Linked DNA regions of Gasterosteus aculeatus: region 1 is linked to region 2. The links are chromatin contacts, called in public Hi-C maps. All regions are on one chromosome and are shown on one strand. Each heading gives the region's core, a stretch centred on a gene start, on an enhancer-like site or on the middle of the called end of the contact. The rest is flanking DNA. Distances are from core to core; before and after follow the strand shown. Region 1 holds the start of rapgef6 (Rap guanine nucleotide exchange factor (GEF) 6). Region 2 overlaps LOC144410380 (a long non-coding RNA gene).

Evidence for each region. A called contact is a pair of places that touch in the nucleus more often than the background predicts.
Region 1: a Hi-C map of skeletal muscle shows a contact between it and region 2, with 2.6 times the contacts expected there. The contact joins the promoter of rapgef6 here to the enhancer-like site in region 2. A contact is called at or near these places in 2 of 6 Hi-C or Micro-C datasets (both in skeletal muscle).

The regions. Positions count from the first base shown.
Region 1 is chr7:31,024,947-31,032,548 of fGasAcu3.hap1.1, reverse strand. It overlaps rapgef6 (Rap guanine nucleotide exchange factor (GEF) 6), which reads right to left and starts at 5,856. Exons shown (of 30, transcript XM_078107003.1): 1 at 4,825-5,856. The coding sequence starts at 4,899. fnip1 (folliculin interacting protein 1) reads right to left here. Exons shown (of 17, transcript XM_078107008.1): 17 at 6,287-7,602. The coding sequence ends at 7,526.
Region 2 is chr7:30,948,326-30,954,872 of fGasAcu3.hap1.1, reverse strand. All of the region lies in intron 1 of LOC144410380 (a long non-coding RNA gene), which reads right to left. Among protein-coding and RNA genes, the nearest start is that of LOC144410380, 6.8 kb to the right of the region's middle. Within about 2 kb of position 4,317, at least 8 of the 9 cell types and tissues checked have open chromatin away from gene starts, as enhancers often do.

The sequences.
Region 1 (7,602 bases), core at 4,607-7,106, 76 kb before region 2:
TATATATATTAGTGTGTGCTGCATGAGGGAGATATTCTCTCCTTTATAGTCATTTAAGACTTTGAATGAGAGATCGGTGGCAGAATAGAATTATTATTAAAACATGTCCATGTCAAACCTTATGTTGAACTTTAAGAGACGAAAGGGGACACAAAGGTCTCACACCTGGAACATTTACGCTGGCAAAAGGTGACGGATAAAAGCCAAAGATGAGCGATGGTTCTGGTCTTCACGCTGCGATTAGGTGGCACAGACGTTACTTACACTGTCCGATGGAAAGATTTCATTATTTTCATTTTTTCTATTTTTTTGTAGAATAAATCCTCAAAAGAGATGAACCTTTATGCTGATATCAATATTGTTTTAGGATTCCTGGCATCACAAAAGTTAAATAAAATGGGGGAACGTGTACTAAGTGTGTTTTTTTGTGTAAACTTCCACCCGTATAATCTGCCAAGAATTACGAAGTGGCTTCCAGAAAATATATGTGAAAAACTAGAGAAGGGCAGAGCTTCAAAAAACAGAACTCCAACAAAGAGGATTTTATCAGTTGCGGCTGTATGAATATATTTATCCAGCGACCTCAGGACGCCCTCACGTACGTTCAGGGTTGCTTTGGGTCTCAGCGCCGCTCAGCTCGCTTCGAAAAGAACTTTGGTAGGCCGGAAAGACCGTGAAAACTACCTGTCAATCAGCATGAAGCCCCGCCCTAAAGCATCCTCTGCTTTATGGTCGGTTTGACTGAACTCATGTTTACAACGTTTACTGGAGCATCTTGTGAACATCAGACTGATGCAACTTGGTTTGGGTGCTTTTTTTCCACCACGACGTGAAACTAAATACAGTTGAAGCAGCTGTGCTGGAGGGAAACATCCAGCTGCTGGGGGGGGGGGGGGTCTGTGACCCAGCATGGATCTCTAACCTCAATCTACTTTCTCTAAATGGACCCACAGCTGTAGTTTGTACGTTTATCTTCTGGACTCGTGTGCAATATGTTCTGATCTGAAAGTACACAATTCAACAACTAAATGAACGGAAAAACCCTGGAACCCCACAAACACGCACAAACACACACAAGCTCAAACACACGCACGCACACGGCTGCTGTGCTTCCCTGTCACGCATTCCGGACCTGTTTTACGAGGTCATGGAAGGCGTTTTAATGAGAACTGAGGCAGGTTCCTACACGGCCTCCTTCTGCTCAGAGGAACTGGAGAATCGTAGAAGGAGCAACGTTTTTATATTTATATATGAACCACATCAAGGCAATATGGTATTGAGGAGTTTCACTTAATCTTCATATAAACCCGTTTAACAATTAATCAATGTATGATGTTAAATATTAATAAAACACTGGATACAAATGCCATTTTTTTGCAGGATTTGTTTGTTTATCACCATAAATAAAATCACTAGTTTTTGTTCTTGGATGGATTTATATCACAGCAGCCATGAAATAGATTTTTTAAATTGTGTACGACCAGCACGGATGCGTTTCATCACATATAGTTACATAAAGTTTAAATGTACTGTTTTTTGCTTGTTTGATTCCGATGTGTTAAATATTTTAAATGACGTCTCGTCACTGCACGGTGTCGTTTGCTGTTATGCGACTTTACTTAATAAGCAATAAACCTTTGTGACATTCAGACCACAGCTCAAACAAAGTGTGCGTCCGTGTTCGTCCTCGAGAGGAGAGCCGCCGATCGTCACCGGCTGACTCAACCCAAACAAGCCGCCTCCACCTGCAGCATCCGTCAGCATTCCTCACAGAGCAAACGGGTCAGGGCCGAAATACGTCTGTTCACGCCCGCCGCCCTGTGAGGAATGCAGCACGCACACACACACACACACACACGCAAGCAGCCAAACGTGCACGCACACCGGGAACACTGAGGCCGCTGTGCAGCGAGGGAAACCACAGGAGGAGCAGACGCGCTTACGTTCAAACAGCAGCCAGCGGGTGGAGAGGCCCGGGTGGTGCAGCTAATGCTAGATGCTAACACGTGTCTGGTCTCCGGCCCACGGGCCCTTCGGTTACATGGTGCCTTCATTGGCTCCACAAGGGAAGCTTTCAGGGGCCCAGGGTCAACGGAAGGCTGTGTTTATTCACCCATTTAAAACACACACACACAAACACACACAGCCACACACACACACACACACACACACACACACACACAGCCTGGGCTTCCCCTTCCCTGTTTCACACAGTCTCCCCTGTGTTTCATTTTGCAGTTTGTTGATGTTGTTCCGGGCATACGTGTGTGTGTGTGTGTGTGTGTGTGTGTGTGTGTGTGTGTGTGTGTGTGTGTGTGTTTTTACGTCGGACAGAACTTACTGAAACTTTACGGAGGGAAAAATAAAATTAGCATGAAGACGTTTTTTTATTTTGGATACATCTCTGGTCATGTTTGTGAGGTTTTGAACATGGATCCTCTGACGGTCAAATAGTGAAACTTCCCGTTTGGTTATTTTAAAAAGTAGCTCACTTCAAAGAGATCCAATCAGGTGACGGCTGTCGATCCCCGAGGCCCCCGGGGGCCACGACACACTCTGAAACACCGCCAAACAAACATCGCGTACTTTGAGTCCTGCCACCTTCATCCTCGATTTAAGTGGCGCGAAACGCAAAACGCACAAGATAATAAGAGCTTATAATTGGATGCATGAAAATATCAGTGAGTCTCCAGGACCAGTTGTCGACTGGGAGCGCTGGTTTCCCGCTAACCATCGATCAGTGGGACGAAGCCTCCCTTCACAGGATTATGACCTCCGACAAAGATGAAATATGAATGCTTCATATATTTTAGGCCAAAAGAGAGAAAAACACAGGAAGTAGAAGGACACAAACAGCTGTGCTGCTGAGAGGGTGAATCATTAATCCGCACCTGCAAACACACACAGACGTGTAGCTGTACAAAAGCAACACGGAGGCACAAAGATAGTGATGTAATATAACATACATGGCCACTTTTAAACATGTTTTAACAATGTATTTTTTGAGGGGCTGCAAATCCTGCTCAGAATCATATTTTAAAAAATTGAAATGCAAAATGAATGTTACGAAATCTCCCTGGCACGGCCTCTAAAGCACAAACTGAATGTACACATATAGACAACTCGATAGAACAGAGGCAGTATAATCCAAGTGGACGTCGTCATGACAACCACACCTGTTGGTTTGTGGACGGATGATTTGAAGCCTTGAGTTAAATTTCAGCCATGTTGGATTACGTTGTTGTTGTTTTTTCCCGCAACAAATGAACACAAGTGATCGTATTTGAAATGTGGAGGAGTGATGAAGAGACGCTGGTAACAACCTGTCCATCACAGTAAGCCCCGCCCTAAAGCCTCCCCTGCTTTATGTCGGTTTGTCTCTAAATGGTCCATCGTTTACCAAAAATGAACATCATGTTGCGTTGAAGAACACTTGAAACTAGAGAAAAGTTCCAAAAACATGACACCTTATGACTTCAACTTTAACCCGATTAGCATTGAGCGCACACACACACACGCAGACGCACACGCACTTGGCCTCCCTTCAGCAACGCGGCGTGTCTGGCTGGCACTGGGGGGGGGGGGGGGGGGGCGGGTGGAGTTATCAGCCAGCAAAGCCACAAACATCTGCACGTCAAAAACGTTCACATCAGCCACAGAGGCTGTGAAAACACCACGCCGGATTCCCGCGCTGCGCTTCTCCACCTCGCCCCTCCGTCGCCTCGCCTACCGAACGTTAACATACTCCACTGGGCCTCCAAAAGGGAAATTTCAAGGCACTTTGTTAAAACAGCCTTTTCAGTTTTTGCACCGGAGGACGACTACGATCCTCCATGACGTTACAGGCTGAATTCAACATGAATCCACAGGTCCATAGAGAACAGCACCGCGGCCATTCTTAAATGGTTCCACCATCGTCCCCGAGGCCGCTGTGATGGAAACATTTCAGCTTGTTTGTCTTCACCGCCTTTCCAAACGTGTGTTTTCAGCATCCCTGAAAACAGAGAGAAATAGAGGAGCTCTCCTCCGCTGCACGTGGGCGGGTGGAGCTAAATTTAGTGACTTTATCGCGGCGCCGGCGATCCACTTCACAGAGTCGTACACGAGTGGAACAAAACGCCTGCGTGGAGGCGCGAGAGGATCGCGGCGTCTAAAAAAAGGACCTGGAGGCTCTTTAAAAACTTGTTTTGTTCTTTGTGTCCTCTGACAGAGACCAGCAGGCAGCACGGAGCTCAATGCAGCGATGACCAGCCGGCTGCTTTCCACAGCTTCATGTGAGGAAGAGGAGGGAGAGGAGGAAGAGGTGGTGATTTTAAATCAACCGGCCTCCCTCGAGCTAAAGCGTTACACAAACTACCTCCTGAGTTTAGGAATACGTCCTCTGATGGGAGTTCACGGTGTGATGTTTGGTTTGGTTTTAATCGGCCTGCTGCCTGACCCAGAATGCATTGCAGTAAACCCTTTTTCAAAATGTAAGCATGTCATGGACCACAAGCTGACCCCTGAAAGCGTCTCTCAACGACCCAGTTGGGTCCCCGCACCTCCGTTTGGGTAGCAGCTTATGTAGTTGGCGCTGGACGCTTCAACTTTAGCTTAAAACATTTTTAAGTAAGTGTCACTCCTGCAAGGCTCAGTCAGAGACGTCATCGACGTTGGAAACAAACTATCCGGTTAGCTCAACGTCATTAGCAAGTGACGTAAAGTCTTACTGAGGGTAATTAACTGAAGTCAAAGTGAAGTGACAGCGGAGCGAAGCGGCAGCTAACTTTAGCACAGCGAAGCTAATGAGAAGAAGGAGGAGGAGAAAGCGATCGTTTTGTTTACCTCTGCGCTCCGCAGCGGGGGCGGTTTCTTCAAAGCCAGTTTGAAAGAAGTTTCCATGGCTCCGGTCATTTTCATCACTCCGGCTTCTTCCTCAAATTGTATTCCTTACTTTAACGCCGCATCGCCGCTGTTTTTGTATTTGTTAATCGCGGCCAAAACTAACTCACATCCGCCGCGGATCGAGCCGAGCTCCGAGCCCCGCGCTGCGGGCTCCGAGCATGGATGGATCTCCTTCTTCCCTCCGGGGAAAAGGAGAGGAACCAAAAGGAGAAAACTTTTTGGAAAACTACTACAAAAACAAGAAGAAGCCACTTAAAAGCGTGACAGGAAGTGAAATCCACGGGACGTGTAGAGTTGGAGCCCGCACATCTTTGGGTCAAACGGAACGTCCTCGGTAGCGCGCGACCGTCACATCCAGGAGTTGAGATTTCTTTTTAGGTCCCTCCCCCTGCGGAGCGGACGGTGACGACATCTGTCTCACGGCGACCGCGTCACGTTCAGGTGCTGTCCGAAATAAGGGGACTCTGGCGAGTGGAAGGTGGAATACTGAAAAGGTTGGATTTATTTGTATCGCCACAAATATTGCCGGATGAACACTAAACCTTTTCTTAACCCCTTATTTTGAATAAAGAAAAAATAATGTCAACAATATAAATGTACACACAAATTAATAGAATTCTTTTAAAGCTGAATTATTTATTACAAAGTTTTCCTCCTTTAGTGAAATATACACTTGATCAATTTAGTTATATCAGCATAATAGAATGCAAGTGTCAATTTTATTCAAAATATTTTTTTCTACATATTTTCAATATTTTTATTTGTAAGACATATCGTCTCGTTTCCTTTCTTTTTGAAGTTATATGTCGCTTCAACGGAATGAAGTGGTTTGGGTGGTGTAATTTACGAGCTTTGGAGGAGTCCTTTAACGCATTGTAGATCCTCTTTCTAACTTCTGACACCTCAATGTCCGCTGCCACAGAATGAAAATGAATCAAACCATTAAAACAAATTTGCAAAGACTTTCGAGGAAATAGCAGTTCTAACTCCAACCGCGTCTTGATTTCTCCACCGCTGGTTTTAATGGCAGGTCTCTGGAAGGTAAAGAGTCGGGACTCCTGACGGAGAGGAAGCATGTCTCATATCTCCTCATATCTCCCTTTCAGCCAGGAGGACACTCCTTCGTTTTATTGCGTGCGTGTGTTCGTTTTGTTTTACATCCCGTGCCGCAGAAGAGGGGTGGAGCCACTTCGAGGGAAGTGAACACAGAAAAAAAAAGTGGGTAAAATATGTGACCCAGATGGTGGAAGCAGTGAAAGTCAAAGTTTCACCAAGCCAAACAAGCGAATTTATTTACACATCTGTAAAAAAATGTTATATATATATATGTTTTATTATGAGTATTTTGAATTTTGCATACTTAATAAAAACAGAGAAGAAAAAAAATCCACTGAAAAAAAGATTCTTAAAATCGCCATCTTTATTGCACAACATTCCCATAAAATTGAGAAAAAAGATAATTGGAGGAGACATTCTGTACAAATACATGAAGTAAACAGGAGTATGTACAGTTTACATGAACCGCTTCACACAAAATAAGTTACTCGAACACAACGCGGACGTATAAAGTCTTTAGTCTTTATTCCCTAAAGGTGATGGCTGATGCGCAGCGTCTGGGATCGATTCCACCGACAGAAGATCTGTTAAGACCGGGCTCAGAATGTGGGGGGTTCAGAGGAAGAAATACAGGCCCCAAGATACCTGCCCTCGCAAGGACTCTTTTAATAATACAGGTGTTTGTTCTTTAACAAGCTTTGTCGTTATAAATTTTACCAAAGCAAATCAAATCAAATCAAATGAATCAAATCGCACTCAGACAAAAAAAAAAGAAAAAAAAAAAAAAGACAGAATCTTCCGTCGGCGTCGCTGGGAAACAAAAAGGATAAAAAGGTGCGCTGCTGTAGTTTAGTATCTTCGTGAGTGAAAATAGTGTTAACCAGTATATATATATATTATATATATATTTATTTATATTTCCTCCCACAGCGGCGTGTTTCCCCCCTTGAAGCCATGAACATCGTAAGAAAAAGGCGCCTATAAAAATGTGAAAATACTTCAGCATTTGGGTCGTTGAAGCGTTCTGATGCAAAAATGTTGTCGTGACGACGATCCGAATTTGTGACGAACGTTCCCTTTTGTTTTGAGGGAGAAGAACACAGCATGGAGTCCTCCGATTAAAAGAGCGGGAAGTCGTGACGTCACCGGCCCGTGAGGACGTCTGAGGTAGAGCTGGACCTGTGGTCAGAATGTTACAGCCCCTCTGAGCCCAAATAAAACCACCGCCAAACGAGACCTTTAAGAAATGTGGCTCGTAAACAAATGCATGAAAATAAGAAATAACAAAACTGGCAAGAGATTGATGATCTCAGAGATATTCACCCACAAGTGGTTTGAACCTCCGTCCCTTGTGTTTAAGATTGTACAAAGAGGAGAAAAGCAAAGAGAAGCAGCAGCAGGAACTCGGCTGTCGTCCTGAAGGTTCCTCCTCACCGCTGAGAAAGTCTTTGGTTTTTAGGTCCGAAAAGAAAACAGAGATTCTGTTTTCAACATTCAAGCAGCTGGAGGAGGTTGGTTCCGTTAGCCACCCTCCACCCCATGCAACCTCTGCACTACAGCACGTTGAGGGGGGGGGGGGGGGGGCTCACAGCAGGATCTGGGCCACGTAGGGGGAGTGGGTGCTGGCCACGGCCGCCAACAGGGGGAGGTCGCTGGACTCGA
Region 2 (6,547 bases), core at 3,068-5,567:
AAACTCTAATGGAACAAACCATAACGGCGCGGCTGTGTTCACGCCGTGTGACGTTGTTGTGAGTGTCGTGTGGAGCCGCTACAACGTTAGCACATCAATCCGGGTTCCGTTCAGAATTCTTTATTGTGTGTAATCCTGCATTGTCACAGGGTTATTCCCTCATTCCTTTTATATCCGTTTCTTGTTAATTAAATCCCAGTAACACTGTGTTTTTAACCAGCACGTGTTTCGTTTGTTGACTGAAGTTCAACCGATTAAGTTGCGTTGTTTCAGTACATGTTGGGAGCCAACGATTAAACACCAATGATCCACGCAGCGGCGTCTTTTTAATGCATCAGATGTTGTAAAGGTTATGGGTTGTTACCGTGACTACGGGGGAATATGATCCCTCAGAAAAGAGGTGTGGCGCTGAGACGCCCAAAACCACAGCGATGTGCCATGCGTGGGTGAGATGGCAGCAAACACACAACAAAACAACCCACAAAAGAGACATGCGTGTGTGCGCGCGGAGAAACAGGTTTGGTGCTTTCCATCTGGCGAGAGTAAACTTTGCACTTGACGCGCGCTCGTCTCTGCACACCGAAGATCAGCAGGACTCTGCAGCTTTATAGTTGGCGCCGTTTTCTCCTGAGAAGGCGTCTCGTATCTCGTCGTAGTTTCATTTTAGTTCATCTTTTTAGCTCAACATTTGGTCTGAAAATAAAGTCTTATAAAAGTAAATGGAAAACAGCATAACTTAACAAAACCCATGTGGCATATAATCAAAGGAAACATATTTTAAGTGGAAAATGAAACGTGTTCACAGTGGATTAAAGGCGTCCTTTATTCCTGCTAAACGAGCAGCAGCAGTTCATCCGATGGCACCGAGAAAGAAGCGCGCTCAGCAGCGCTTCCGAGCGCTCTCTGTTTGACCCCGCCGACAGGAAGTGGACACAGCCATCGTCTCTCGTCTGAGAGCCGCGGCGTGCCGAGGCAATAGATGAACCCCACAGACAGAAGAATGTGTTATAAACCACCCGACCCGACCGGAACCGTAAGGAAACGTCACCAGGCGACTGAACAGCTGACACTCTACGTCTCCAAGACAATAAAGTCTCTCTAATCGAAATAATGAGTATTCTCTGCGAGCACTTCTACTTCATACCGCACTTACTTTAACACACAAACCACGAGATTAGTGAAAGCTCGTAAAGTGGTTTGGATTGAGTCTGTCTAAAGTGGTGCCGTATGAACCGGATATATGCGCTAACTCACCGCTCCAGCGGTTAGTACTCATCTTGCACACAATTCCGTTCCCTATATTTAATATTTAACTAATACATCTGAAAACCTCCTCCACCAGTGCAAGTCAAAACAAACGCCCTCGACTGCATTCCAGTTTAATTATGGTGGAGCCTGCAGGTGGAGGAACCAGAACCGCTTGCTTACGGTAAACGACTAATTGGCGTTACATGATTGACGCAGCTTTAATCCCTAAGAGTCAGTCCCCCTTATAACAGGACCCGACATGTCGTGACTTCACGAGATGCCGTGACTCAGCTGACGATCAAACGCATCCAAAAGACGTAAAGTTACGTATTGGTTTCATCGTGACTCAAAGTCACTCACCAAAGGAGTTGTGTCATCACATGATTTCAGGATTGTAGAGCTGAATTAGGCTCTCGTTGGTGTGACTGGGGGGGTTTCTGGTTTCACGCGTCCACGTGGAGCTGGTCATTCTCCTCGCCGCGCGTCGCTCTGGTCCCGCGTCTCACCGCGGGACGGGCGGCTGGCGGAAGTTGTGGACTTTCCTCAGACGGAGGCAAAGAAAGGCAGGAAGCAGAAGTCGACCCGTTGGAGGTCTTATCTCAGTGATGCATGCGGCAATCTCAGGTCAGATTTATGTCGTCGGGCGGTTTGAGAGAGTCGTTCATAATACTTTTCCTTTCTACTAGATCAATAAATCTCAAGGTCCAACGGTTCTACTCGTCTTACGCTTAAACCCGGACCGTGATTGTCACAGCACAATTTCTAAGACTATTAATACTTATAGCAAAAACACTCGCTGAGTTTGCAAAAGTAAAAGCACAAACTCTGCTTTGAAGGAAGAGTAATGTAGGATATTAGAAACAAATTGACGATCCGGTTCATCAAATTTATTAAAAAGGCATATAGTGTACACCAGAATACAGCCATGATTCTGAAACTGTGTAATCAATAAAGTAATGACAATATTGTAAAACCACTGTAAATCTGCAACTGTACTAGAATAATACCAATGTAGTTATGATTGTATTTGATGTAATGTGATCAACTGGAATGCATGCATGTAATACTTGCACAACAACTGATATTGACTAAGGGTCATTCAAAATCCGAGTTACATTGAACTCACCAGAAGACTCCCAGAGGTGTGGACACTGCCTTTCACACCTTTAAGCATTGTTATAAATACCTGTAGGAACCATTGTTCTGGAGTTCGCTGGTGGAGGAACAGACGGGCACTAGGGATGGTCAAAGGACTGACCTGGGGCCTGTTGGTCGCTGAGACCAGCGGCTCCTCAGCTGAGATGTTCTTTTTAACACCATGACTTTTATTAAATACATTTGATTTTAACCTTTTGACCAGCGATGACCTCTGTCCGTCCAGCGTTTCTTCATTTTTGAACACAACAGTGAGAAATGGAATTACTGATGACATCAGAGCTACATGGTGGACCATGTAATCAACGAATGACCCCGAGGGAAGCCGGCCAGAACCCCCAAACCCAAACCCAAACCCTAACCCTTACTTGAGCCGCTGCACCGTAGCACCTTCAGGACATCTCCAAATGAGAAGCGGTTCAGTAGCACTGCCAGAATCTAATGAGACACACAACAACACACAACATTGTTACTTCACGTCCAGACGTGGGCAGAGGAAGAATGTTCACTGCAGAACGAGAGACCCATATAGTCAACATGGTGTGTGCAAATAATTCCATAAGGCTACAAGGAATAAAGGGATGACAAAACATACACAATGTGAGCATTTCTGTATTATGTCGTGTCCGAATCCGAATGAAACAAATCTACAGAGTCCCTTTTGGAAGAACAGACTATGTGCAGTAAGCTATGGTATCATTGGTGCTGCCGTGCTGCATTGAGAGTGATGGCGCCGGAGGCTCATGGGTCATGAGCTGCTTTTTGTGGATGAGGCGGGTTTAAACCTCACTAAAACAAGGAGGCCTGGATACGGCCTTCCAGAAGATGGGGCCTCGGACTGGAGGACATCGCACGTGATGCGATGTGGCCGGTCCCAGAGAGACGAGATGTGGGCGACTGTTTTTTTTTTTTTTTCCTCCTCAGTGAAATTACTATTTTAGTGTTTTGACTTGGAAAAAAAACACTTGTGCTTGTTTGTGTGTAAATAAACACCGATACGTGACGTTTGGATCCCTTTACAGAACTATGACAAAAGTATGACCTCAAACTGATGCAGCCTTCCTCGTGCGCATAGAAAGCAGAAGCCAGATGTGTTATTTACTCAGTGTGAACACAGCCGACAAACAGCCAGACAAAGCCGTAGAATAATAACTTGATCATCCACGCCGACGTGAATCATGTGACTCGAGCCGGTTCGAAGACTCAGACAAAACAGATTGAACAGAAGCATTTTTGTCTCAAGTATTTGTGGGTGTGTGTCTGGTAGAGATAGAGAGACAGAAGAGGAGGGAGGACGTGGGTGTGTAGAGAGAGAGAGAGATAGACACATGGTGATTATTAGTCGGCTGGTTTACTGGAAACACCACGGCTGTTTTTAGTTTAACATTAAACCTCTAATGGTGGGATCCACGTCCAGTTTTGGGGCATCTGAAATCACTTATTTCAGAACTGCTGTTTTCCTCTTCTGTGGATCTTATTTAGTAGCCACAGCCACTTTAAATCTAAACAACCTACAGCTCCATAAACTCTTTGTAGTTCATTTAGCGCACAGGTGTGAACCTTCTAAAAAGTACGTCATTGACAAAGTGACCTTGACCTTTTTGGGGGATGATTTAAGGAGGTGCAGTTCGGCTCATTTTGTCCGACGTGGAACGTCGCGTAATCCCAAAACACCAGAACACAGAGAGCAGAACCGCCACTCGCAGGGAGGTCAGGAGGTCGCAGCACTCATGTCTTGTTATTCAGTCTTTGTGTTGGAGACCCAAGTCATGCAAAGGGTTTAATCTTTAGTGTAAACAGGTTGCATTTGCCTGTGAGAAGTCACGTGACTTCCTGCAGGGAGAGAAGCCCTCTTGGCGGTTGGATGGTCTTCATGCGTAACCCTGTTGTGGGCTGCATGCCATCCCGCCAGCGTGTCCGCCCACTCCACACGCGTGTGTGTGTGTGTGTGTGTCTGTGTGCGCGGGGGAGGGTTGGATACTGTGTGTGGGTAGGAGAGAGAGAGAGAGAGAGAGAGAGAGAGAGAAACACGCACACAAACACTAGCTGAACCAACGGGTCAAACCAGTAAACAGTTCGGTGCCACGGTGTTGTCATGGCAACGGGACAACAAAGCATGTGGCGACTCGGCGCTGCCACTTTATTATCTGTCTGATCCAACTTTTAATTTTTTTTAATTTTTTTTACAGAAACGTCAAATTCCCGAGGCCGTTTTCTGCGGCTTCTTCTCGTAAATGTCACGTGACACTAATTTGTTTACAGGGCTGGTAAAAGGACAATAAAGTAGGAGTCGAATCGGAGGCCTTGAAACGTCATTGAGCAGAACAACAATCTACGGAATACATAATATGATATAATATTTTCTTGATTTTTCTAATATACTCGATGTGCATATTTGACATCTACCCGAGGTACTACTTCCAGCCATTGGACGCCTTTTAGGAACCTTATTGAAAACAGAAGTATGCGTTTTTTTTCCTTAAATCGTATCTATGATTGATCACCTCGTGCTTTGTGGCTGCATTCTATATTCCACCTGCTGTGTTTTCCATACGTAGACTCTGTCCTCCACAGTTTCCTCGATCAAACCCTTCCTCATTTTTACAACGTGCAAAGAGCGCGGCGGTTGTAATCTGTCTAGGCCCGTTTTTATTGCCCGTGCAGCTTTTCCTTTCCCTCACCTACAGAAGACCATCTTTAGCATCGTGGCTACGAGTGTGCGGCTATCCACCAGCCTCTTAAACCCCCCGTTGGGCGTTTAACGTTGAGATCTTGTCAAACTGCTGCAAAGAAAAAGTGATTGATAGTTTGTTCAGGGCGGATGTGGCTGAATACCAGGCAGACTGCCCCCCCAGAACCAGAACCAGGGGCTTCCTAAACGTGAGCGTCCACCCCGCTGGCACAGCAGAGCTGACCTAAGACAGTAAAACGCCAAAACATCCCGGGATTTTCTCTTAAAGCATCGGATGATTTTCAGATAAGACTACAAACAGACGCCGTTCGTTTTGTTTTTTTGACATGAAAATATGTGTTAATCTTCACTGCGGGCATCTCTGCGCGCCCGAGCCGTCTCCCGTGGGTGCGGTCGCAGGTGGGGGGGGGGAAGCGGAGAGCGGGAAGCCGGCCAGCGGAGGCTGAGCCTGCAGGCCGGCCGACCAGTTGAGAAGCATACCGTGAATGGTTACGGATGGCTTCGACAAAGAAAGGCATTCACGTGTTTGTCTGTGCATCGCTTGGTTTGTGCACGTGGCTCATCTCGTCCTCTGGTTCGTTTAAAACCAGGAACTTACTTTTCGCTGTGACGCCTTCCTGGTGGATTGTATCTATTTTCCAAGTCAAATGAATGAAAACGGCGGCGAAGCGGGTGGAAGAATTGCCTCGACATCGACTCCCCATCACATCACAGCTGCTCGCCGGCGTCGGAGGCGACAAAAATAGTCCTAATGTCGGATGTGACGCCTTTAATTTCTAGTTGTGCCACGTGTGATTGACAAACACAATGTGGTTCCTGCACACCAACTCAGTTTATTTATCAACTGCGCGCTACACAATGCATGGAAGGTGAAGCCCACAAAAGTGTGGAGAGTTTCAATAGGACGTTTTTTCAAAATCTTTATGAAAAACAAAATTGCTCAAAACGATTGTTTTCAAGCTGCACAGCTGCAGCGTGACAAACTGGGAAAAAAGCCCCTGCCTTTGTTATTACACCCCCAACATGATGTCACTATTCCTTGGGTTTAAGGTCCAAACCTCCTGGCAGATCTGCCGTGCACATTTCAAGATCAAGGGATCCGCTCATGCACTCGCTCACGGAGAGCGTGTTATCTGCAGATAAGAGAACCAAGCTGCAATAAAAGGCACTGCTGAGTCAGGCTCTGCTCTAAACTGGAGGCCTGATTCTAGTAAATCACGTGACTTTCATTTAGAGAAGGCGTTCTCCTGCAGTTCCACCATCTGACCTGACGGGGGCGCTGGTGGCAGCCGATGCTGAGGAGGCATTTCCTAGAAACTGGCCTCAGGTGGGAAATCCAAATCTGGGTTTTGAACCGCTCCCTGCATGAATTATGTGGCTCCTGGCAGCGGCGCCTGGCAGCGGCAGGTTACTGTAACTGCGGCGTTTTACGCTTATGTTTGCCCTTTTCTC